Regions from separate parts of the Nothobranchius furzeri genome. Here region 2 is linked to region 1. The links are chromatin contacts, called in public Micro-C maps. All regions are on one chromosome and are shown on one strand. Each heading gives the region's core, a stretch centred on a gene start, on an enhancer-like site or on the middle of the called end of the contact. The rest is flanking DNA. Distances are from core to core; before and after follow the strand shown. Region 1 holds the start of LOC107394422 (zinc fingers and homeoboxes protein 2). Region 2 has its middle 130 kb from the start of LOC139064271.

Evidence for each region. Hi-C and Micro-C count contacts between places; a contact is called where the count stands out from the background.
Region 2: a Micro-C map of tail fin shows a contact between it and region 1, with 11 times the contacts expected there. The contact joins the enhancer-like site here to the promoter of LOC107394422 in region 1. A contact is called at or near these places in 2 of 2 Hi-C or Micro-C datasets (skeletal muscle and tail fin).

Annotation. Positions count from the first base shown.
Region 1 is chr19:11,519,469-11,523,367 of NfurGRZ-RIMD1, reverse strand. It overlaps LOC107394422 (zinc fingers and homeoboxes protein 2), which reads right to left and starts at 2,107. Exons shown (of 4, transcript XM_015973353.3): 1 at 1,405-2,107.
Region 2 is chr19:11,865,717-11,869,615 of NfurGRZ-RIMD1, reverse strand. No RefSeq gene overlaps it. Among protein-coding and RNA genes, the nearest start is that of LOC139064271, 130 kb to the right of the region's middle. Within about 2 kb of position 2,060, at least 3 of the 3 cell types and tissues checked have an H3K27ac peak or open chromatin away from gene starts, as enhancers often do. A contact at or near this core is called in tail fin, where this site is marked.

The DNA of each region.
Region 1 (3,899 bases), core at 858-3,357:
TGATGAAATGACAATGAAAGCATGTTTCTGAGTGAACGATAAAATCGTGATTTGTGCCACCCTGAAGACCTTTTTGCCCCTCTTCTGCCACTCTATACATTTTTTTAGGTTCGCCACTGCTTATTGTCATGTTATTGTGCAAAAACATCAGTTTAAGAGGACCTTTTCTTGTGTGATAGATGAAATGCTGACTGGTGAGCGCAGACAGCTCGGATCAGAGTGAAAACCAGTAAAGAACCAGTCTGCCTTTAACTGGCACCGAGTCAGCGCTCGCTCAGGCGGGCAGAGCAGCCTTCTGAACCGGAGCTGCTCGTGTCACAAAGGCGATCAGGAAAAAAATAACATATAATTAAACTAACTTTACTGACTTATTATCGCGCGCGCGCGCGTGTGTGTGTTCATCACGAACACAAAGCAGTTTTATAAAAAATTATCCGGCAGCGTCGCTAAATCTACAACATCAAAAAGGTCCGCGTGTGAATAAAAACCTCTCCACGTTCAGTTTGTTTCAATGCGCCTCAAAATGTGGAAAAGTGGAAAAAGTTTGTCTGTAGTAAATAAAAGTGTTGAACTATCAACAGTAGTAAAGTAGTCGTACAGGAGGAGAGAGTGTTTCCATGCAGCCCGCTGACGGCGGCTTCACCTCAGATGACCCAGGCAGCCAGACTGGCTGTCTGCTAGCTACCCCAGTTTGAACCGACCTACAGCGGTAACAACAACAACACTTGCACCGACAACCGCAACCGAAAAGCCGCCACTTGCTGCTCCGCTGATACCGTGTCGCCACCTAAAAGCTGTGTTTACATTCGTTTTTCCCCTCTACATCACTCGGCTGAGAAACTTGTTGGAGTAGGAGCCCAAAAACATAAAAACGTTTCCCGGCTTGAAAAGGATACCATCCAGAGAGGGGCAGCCTCTGCGTGGGGAAAGGCTAGGGCTAAAGCACTTAGCTCCGCCGGGCTGCCTGTCATTAGCGGGGGGCTAACTGGCTAGCGGTTAGCTCCCCCGGCTAATACATTTATTATGGGCACTTTCACCGGTTGGTGGCGAGGGGGGTGACGGCAGAAGTTGGCTTCCCGAAATCATTGCGAGCCGGACGGTGTTCACTTGTCTGACAACTATCCCAAAATAAACATATAACCGAGGCTCGTGCTCTCACACGCTACAAAAGTTACCAAACAATTGGGAATATGCGAGTTTTATTCCCGGTTAGGGTGATAGCAAGGTGATTCCCACTCTGGGAGGCTGTGATGGAGGGGGGACGGTCGCTAGCAGCAGCAGCCAGGGCAGAGAGACCCAGACAGGCTGCAAAACAACCCGCTTTAATAACTTCACTTTTGCGGTCACTTTGGTGAAAATTCCTCCCGAGGAGTTAAATAATGAGAAGTTTTCCACGCATCCTACCTGTGAGCGGCGTGTAGTTTCGAGGCGCGACAGGCTGGAAGTTGGTTTTATTCCCAGATATCCAGAGTGGTGCGGTGCGGAGCGCATATAGCTAGCGCTGGGTACAGTAAAGATTGTAGCATAGCTAACCTAAAGACAACAGTAGACAGGAGGAAAAAAAGAAAAAGCCTCCTCGTTGCTCATAGGGGGGATCGACGACAAAAACCACATGATCTTTTACGTCAGCATATATTTGCATAGGATGCCAAATTTATGTTCGGCGTCCAGGTGACGTGAAAATGTACAGAAAAGTTTGTTCCTGGTTGAGGGGGCTGGCCGCCCGGCTCGGGTTTCGGGGAGAGAGGCGCAGGCATGTGGGAGCACAGCACCTCTGCTCCCCCTCCGGCAGCACCGATCTGCACGTTTCTGCTGTTTCATGACTTGCAGCATGGATGCCTGTGATTAATCACTCCCAGTAGCGTCCCATACATCAACCACTACTGCAATAAAACCATTTTAGTTCATTTTATTTACACCAAAAAATCACTTATCTGCTATAGTACGTTCGTTTTTCTTCTCTGCGCTCTGCAATTCACATTTATGTAATTTCGGATGTATATCACCCACTTATTTATTTATTTGAGCAACAACAAACTATATGCAACCCTTTCCCATCGCGTTTTAAATCGTATTGAAATTTTTGCAAAACGTGACATTTTCTGTATACAGAACATACAATATGCAAAATCATGCAAAAAATGTCCGCGCTTAATTTATTTTAAACACCTGTTTGATCCCATGGCTGACCTCATGAGCAGCCTGCTGTAGCAGCATCGACTGGTCTGTTCAGCAGCTCATCAAAAAAAAGAAAAACTATTTAAAAATCTGAGTGGTTCGGATTTAAAGCAGATGAATTAAAGTCCCCATGTTCAGCAGGCGGCTGTTCGCGTTTTATCCGCTTCATGCATTTTTGATAGATGGGCTTGTTGGTGCGGATTAGATGCAATAAATGTAGGAACGTCCCTTCACATGAGGAAAAAAAGCGGTAAACAGCGACACCAGCAGGCAGATGTGGAAACTACTTCCTTAAGGTTTTAATATAATTAAAATGTTTTTAATTGATTATGTCAAGTTTTAAGAAAAGGTGCAAAATCTCAAACTAGAAAAATTGATTAAAGTGAACTTGTGATTTTTTTTAATTTATTTTCAAAGTCACTTCAAGAAATATTAAGTTTGACAATTTTTTTAATTCAACACTAGTTAGAAATACAATCCAAGGGTATTTCATTTCTGCTTTAGATTTTTCAGATCTGCGAAGAAACTTCGCAATCAGACAAAGATAACGTATTAAATATAAGACTGATGGTTATTTAATTAATTAAGAAACAAAAATCCCATCCAAACCAACCTGACACCAAGAAAAAAAAAAGAATTGCCCCCCTAGATGTAATAAGTGGTTTGAACATCCTTGGAGGCTTTGTGTGTTTGCAGAAATAAAACAGAGTAAATCCCTAAAAGGCTAACATTAAAAAAAATTATGCAAGACAATATTACTCTTATTTTACTCTTTTTCTAAATAAAGATTTGCATTTACCATTTTCTGCATTTTCACTCCTTAGGTGTGTAAAAATTTCACAACAAATTTTACTGATCTGAAGTCATCTGATACTCTTAATGTATATTTAAGAGTTTATTAAAGGTCAAAATGTTCAGAATACCTGCAGAGTCATCCCTCTGCTTGTTCTAAAACATAAAACCTGCTTTCTTTTTGTGTGGGTGCATTTAGAGACAAGCTAGTGAAATAACACAGGGCCTTTAGAAGCAGATCGATGCCATATTCTGAGACTTTCTTTTTTTCCTGGCAGAATAGTTTTTTTTTTTTTTTTTTTTTGCAACTGGAAGCTCTTGCCAGTGTCTCCAGAATACACAATCAGGTAATGTTGCCAGGCAAAAGTGCCAGCTCCTAACCAATAAGCAGAGTTTTGGCAACATTGCTTAGCAACAAAAGTTCAAAACCGAACCACTCAAGGTTTGGAATAGTCTAAAGCAGTAATCAAGAACCACTGGTGTCACAAATTTAAGCAGATAAAAAGCTTTTGGAGAAATGAACGGCGCTGCCGGAAAACCGGGAGAAAGGAAAAGAAAAGTACGTCTCATTCCTGATGAAAAGAAATCTGTCTGTAGATGGTGATTTGCATAACTTAATGACAAATATCTGCAATTATTCAAAAGTGATTCATGTTTTTAGAGACAAGCATGCAAAAAAATAGGCTCATCTAAAAGCTTTTAGTTTGTTTCCTAAAGTTTTTTCTTCCAGTGCCAAATTACTTATCAGCAGATATTAATATTAACCATAAGAACAGGAACTGAGGGCCTTTGGACCTGTAGAACCTTAAACCCTTTGGGCCTGATTCAGTAATCCTTCCACATCCACGCATATTCAAAACAGAGACCTTTCACACTGGGAACTGGGAGAATTTGGCTTTAGTGACCCAGAGCATCCAAAACCATAAACG
Region 2 (3,899 bases), core at 811-3,310, 350 kb before region 1:
ATGTAAAAAGTAACATAGTCGTCTTTTGTTATGATGAGGTTCGCGGCTTCACTGTTTCACAAATGGTTTTTCCATCGATAAATGAAATGCAGCAATGGAAATTGACATGAAACAAAAATCCAATCAGACAATAGAAAGATAGGTGATCGCAAAAAAGAACCAATCAGCAATTGGGAGAGGCAGGACTAGACGAGAAAAGAACCAATCGGAGAGTAGAGCTGGCCGCTGTTTTAACAAGTTAGCGGTAACCATATTTGCAGGTAACAGTTGAACAATGTATGGCTAAAAGGAGAAAATGTCCGCAGTTGAGAGGAAAAGCATTAAATGTGACCATCCTGAAAGTATGTGTTTGGTGAGTACACACGCAGGGTCTCTCCTGCTTTTAAACGTTACGGTGGTAGCAGCACAGGTGCTGGAGAGGAGAGGAATGCTGGACCCTAACCAAACCGAAAGCATGGAATGTTTTCCGTCCTGATTAAGGCACTGAGAGTGTGACAAAAGTGTGAAAATGTTAATGCATGTCTGAAAAGTGCATAAAGTGTATAAAGTGCGTAAAGTGTGTAGTGAGGGATTTTACAACATTAAAACATTTATATTTGTAAAAAATAAAGCTGGCTACGTCGCGGACTTCACAGGGTCCTGGTGATTACCTTCAGGTCAAACTTTCAAATTTAGATTTCATGCATGTTCAGAAAATTGATCACAATGGTAAAATGATGAAAATGTGAGGATCTTAGCAGAGTTAACATAACTTGGTTAAGTAAATTCAACATTTAATTTCTTACAGTGTAGATAAACAAAATGCCTTAATGCTTTTCTTTGTAAAATTTCTAATGAGATTTTTTTCCAATGACAGGCTTTTTTCTCAGCTTTTTCCTGCTCCAGTTAATTAAAAGCCACGCCTGTCTGTGGTGTCAAGCTGCGTTTGACACTGATGACTCACATCTGCAGCAGTCATCAGAGACAAGGAGATGGCCAATGAAGGCAAGAGTGTTTATCACTAAAAGTAAATACTTTTACTCAAAACAACATTTTTATAAATAAAAGATTTAGTCTTAACAAACATGATTCCACAATAAATTCTGAGATAAGTCAAACAGATCAACAAGTGAATTATGAGTTATTAAACTTTATTTGTGTCCGAGGCATCTGAGCTTTTGTTGAGACACAAGCGTCGTTGAGCCCCGATGATTCCAGATTGGTCTAAGAATGGATTCCTGTATTTAGTGTGTGGAATTTAAAAAAAGGGGTTAGAAATGCCTTCTAGTGTGAATTATCAGTAATAATTTTATTAAATAAATAAGAATAGTGTGGCACATATAGAATTTATCTAATATAATTTCTCAATAAATAAAAAATAAAATAAATGAAACTTTTTTTGTAAAAAAGACCCCTGGAAATAAACGTGTCACAGTCCAAAACTGTTGTCTATACGTCAAATATTTTGGAGTAAAGGTAAAGACATTTTAAATCAACCTTTACTTATACTTTATTACCACAATTATAGGTAAGTGCTCGTTTGTAGTGCAGAGACGTGGTTATAATGTTTGGCTAATTGGGCTTATTTTAGATTAATTTAAGGTTCAAATTGTTTAAATCTTTCCTAGTTCATGCAGATGTTGCCCTAAGAATTTTTTATTCTTGTCAAAATAACAGTTTTCTAAAAAAAAACATTTTTTAAACAGCAGCTGCTTATTTTCTGTAGTCCAGCTTCTCTGAACTATTTTGACCCACTTCAATCATTTGAGCTATTCAGCTCCTTTGCCAAGTGCGCCTGAGAGGTGCCATAGAAACCAATGTAACCAGTCCAGGCAACTGGCTGTTTTCTGCATATCTAATAACCATTTTTGCACCGAAGCTCCTGCAGAATCTGCTTTAGTTTACGTTTAACTGGGTTTAGAGAAAGTTTCGGTTCATTTCTGTCCAGGATCAACATTCATTTTTGAGGGGGGCTTGTTGGCGAGGGGGTTTGGCACGTTTAAGTGGTTTGTCTTCCTGAGTTTAGGTCGACCAGCAGGTGGCAGTGTGAACTCAAAAATAACCCTCTCCTCTCTGTACTGTAAATCATGTAAAGCTGGTTTGAGGTTAGGTAATACACCATTTGTCCACAAATCTGGGAATTATGCTGCCTTACTGGAAGACGTGTTGTTGGAATCAGGGTGCCACAGCGAGCTTGTTTCCACCTCAGTGTATTTGTTTTTGCAGTGGGGGGTGGGGGGTGGGGGGGGTGGTTGGCCTGAATAACTGACACATCAGAGGGAAAACGGCTGATTCATGGTCACAAAAACAAGTGCTGCCCCCATTTTGTGGCTTTGGATCTCCCTCAAAAACACCAGTTACACACCACAAACTGGTCTGACAAGGACCGCTGGGAAAACACTCCTGCAACAGCAGCAGCAGGAGGGAAAAGCCACAACTGTTTTTGGGATAAAAGAGGAAAAGGAGAGGCTGTGGCTGAACGGTTAACCTGTACAAGACCCATATGAACCAAAGCAGGACCTGCACTCCTAATCAGAGCAGAGAGGAAGGGATAATAGAGGAGGTGCAGGGGGAGATGGGGAGAAGGGAGGAGGAGGAGGAGGAAACTATAGTTGACACGAGTGGTGAGATGGCCCAACAGAGGCCGTGTGAGGACAGCTGAGAGCATTTTCACTACTGACCTACTTCTAGACTCACACACACACACACACACACACACACACACACACACACACACACACACACACACACACACACACACACTAAATCTATAGAGTCAGCTGACAAGAACTAAATCTGATGTTTGCTCGCACTAGAAACACTTTAATTCACAAACCCACCGTGTGAACAAGTGGTTCTATTTGCAGATTCTTTATGACATATTTTCATGTATAAATGCTTAAAGTTTTGTTTATTATTCTTTCCAATCAAAAGTTCTAAAATACTGTTTTTATTTGTTATTTCAGCTCTGCTTGTGCATCATTGTGCACTTTTCTCAGTGGCCTAGTGGTAGAGTGTCCGCCCTGAGACTGGGAGATCAGGGTTCGATTCCTGGTCGGGTCATACCAAAGACTTTGAAAAATTGGGACCCAATGCCTCCCTGCTTGACACTCAGCATTAAGGGGTTGGATTGGGGGGTTAAACCACCAAATGGTTCCCGAGCGCAGCTGTGTCTGCTGCTCACCGCTCCCCCAGGGGATGGTCAAATGCGGAGAATAAATTTCGCACACACACCTGTGTGTGTGACAACTAATGGGACTTTAACTTTTTAACTTTAACCATTAGTGAATTCCTTTAAACTTTTCCACATTTGGGGAAAATTTGGAACTGCTGAGGAAATCTCTTTCCAGCAGCTTTGTTCAAAGCAAGACCAGAGTTTTAACACTTTCAACTTTAAGCTTTCAAACTGGTTTCAGTGGTTCTAGAGGCAGAAACCTCATCACATGGGACAGCACTCTGCTGCCCTCTGCTGACCAGAAACTGTACTTGTGGTTCTAGCAAAAACACCAGTGGTCTCTACCTGCTTCATGGCAAAGGCTTTCACCAAAGGTTTGACCGAGTCACTGCTTTGCAAGTCACAAGAAAGTCACAAGTCTTTCCAGTCAAGTCTCAAGTCAAGTCCAAGTCAAAAACAACCAAGTCCAAGTCGAGTCCAAAGTCATTGGTGTAGAAGTCCAAGTTAAGTCCAAGTCCTTAACTTAGAATTTTCAAGTCATTATCAAGTCATTTGTCCAACTTAAATTTAATGACAATGATAATAAATAAAATTCAGAAATAAAGCTTCTTAAAGCTTCATTTATTTGCTCAAACAAGCAGGAAGTGCATCTGAAACTGATTCCAAACAAAGTGCTGCTGCGTTCAGCAGTACCAGATCAAACCCAGAACCAAGAATGATTTATGATTTTTGTCCATGCCCTGCC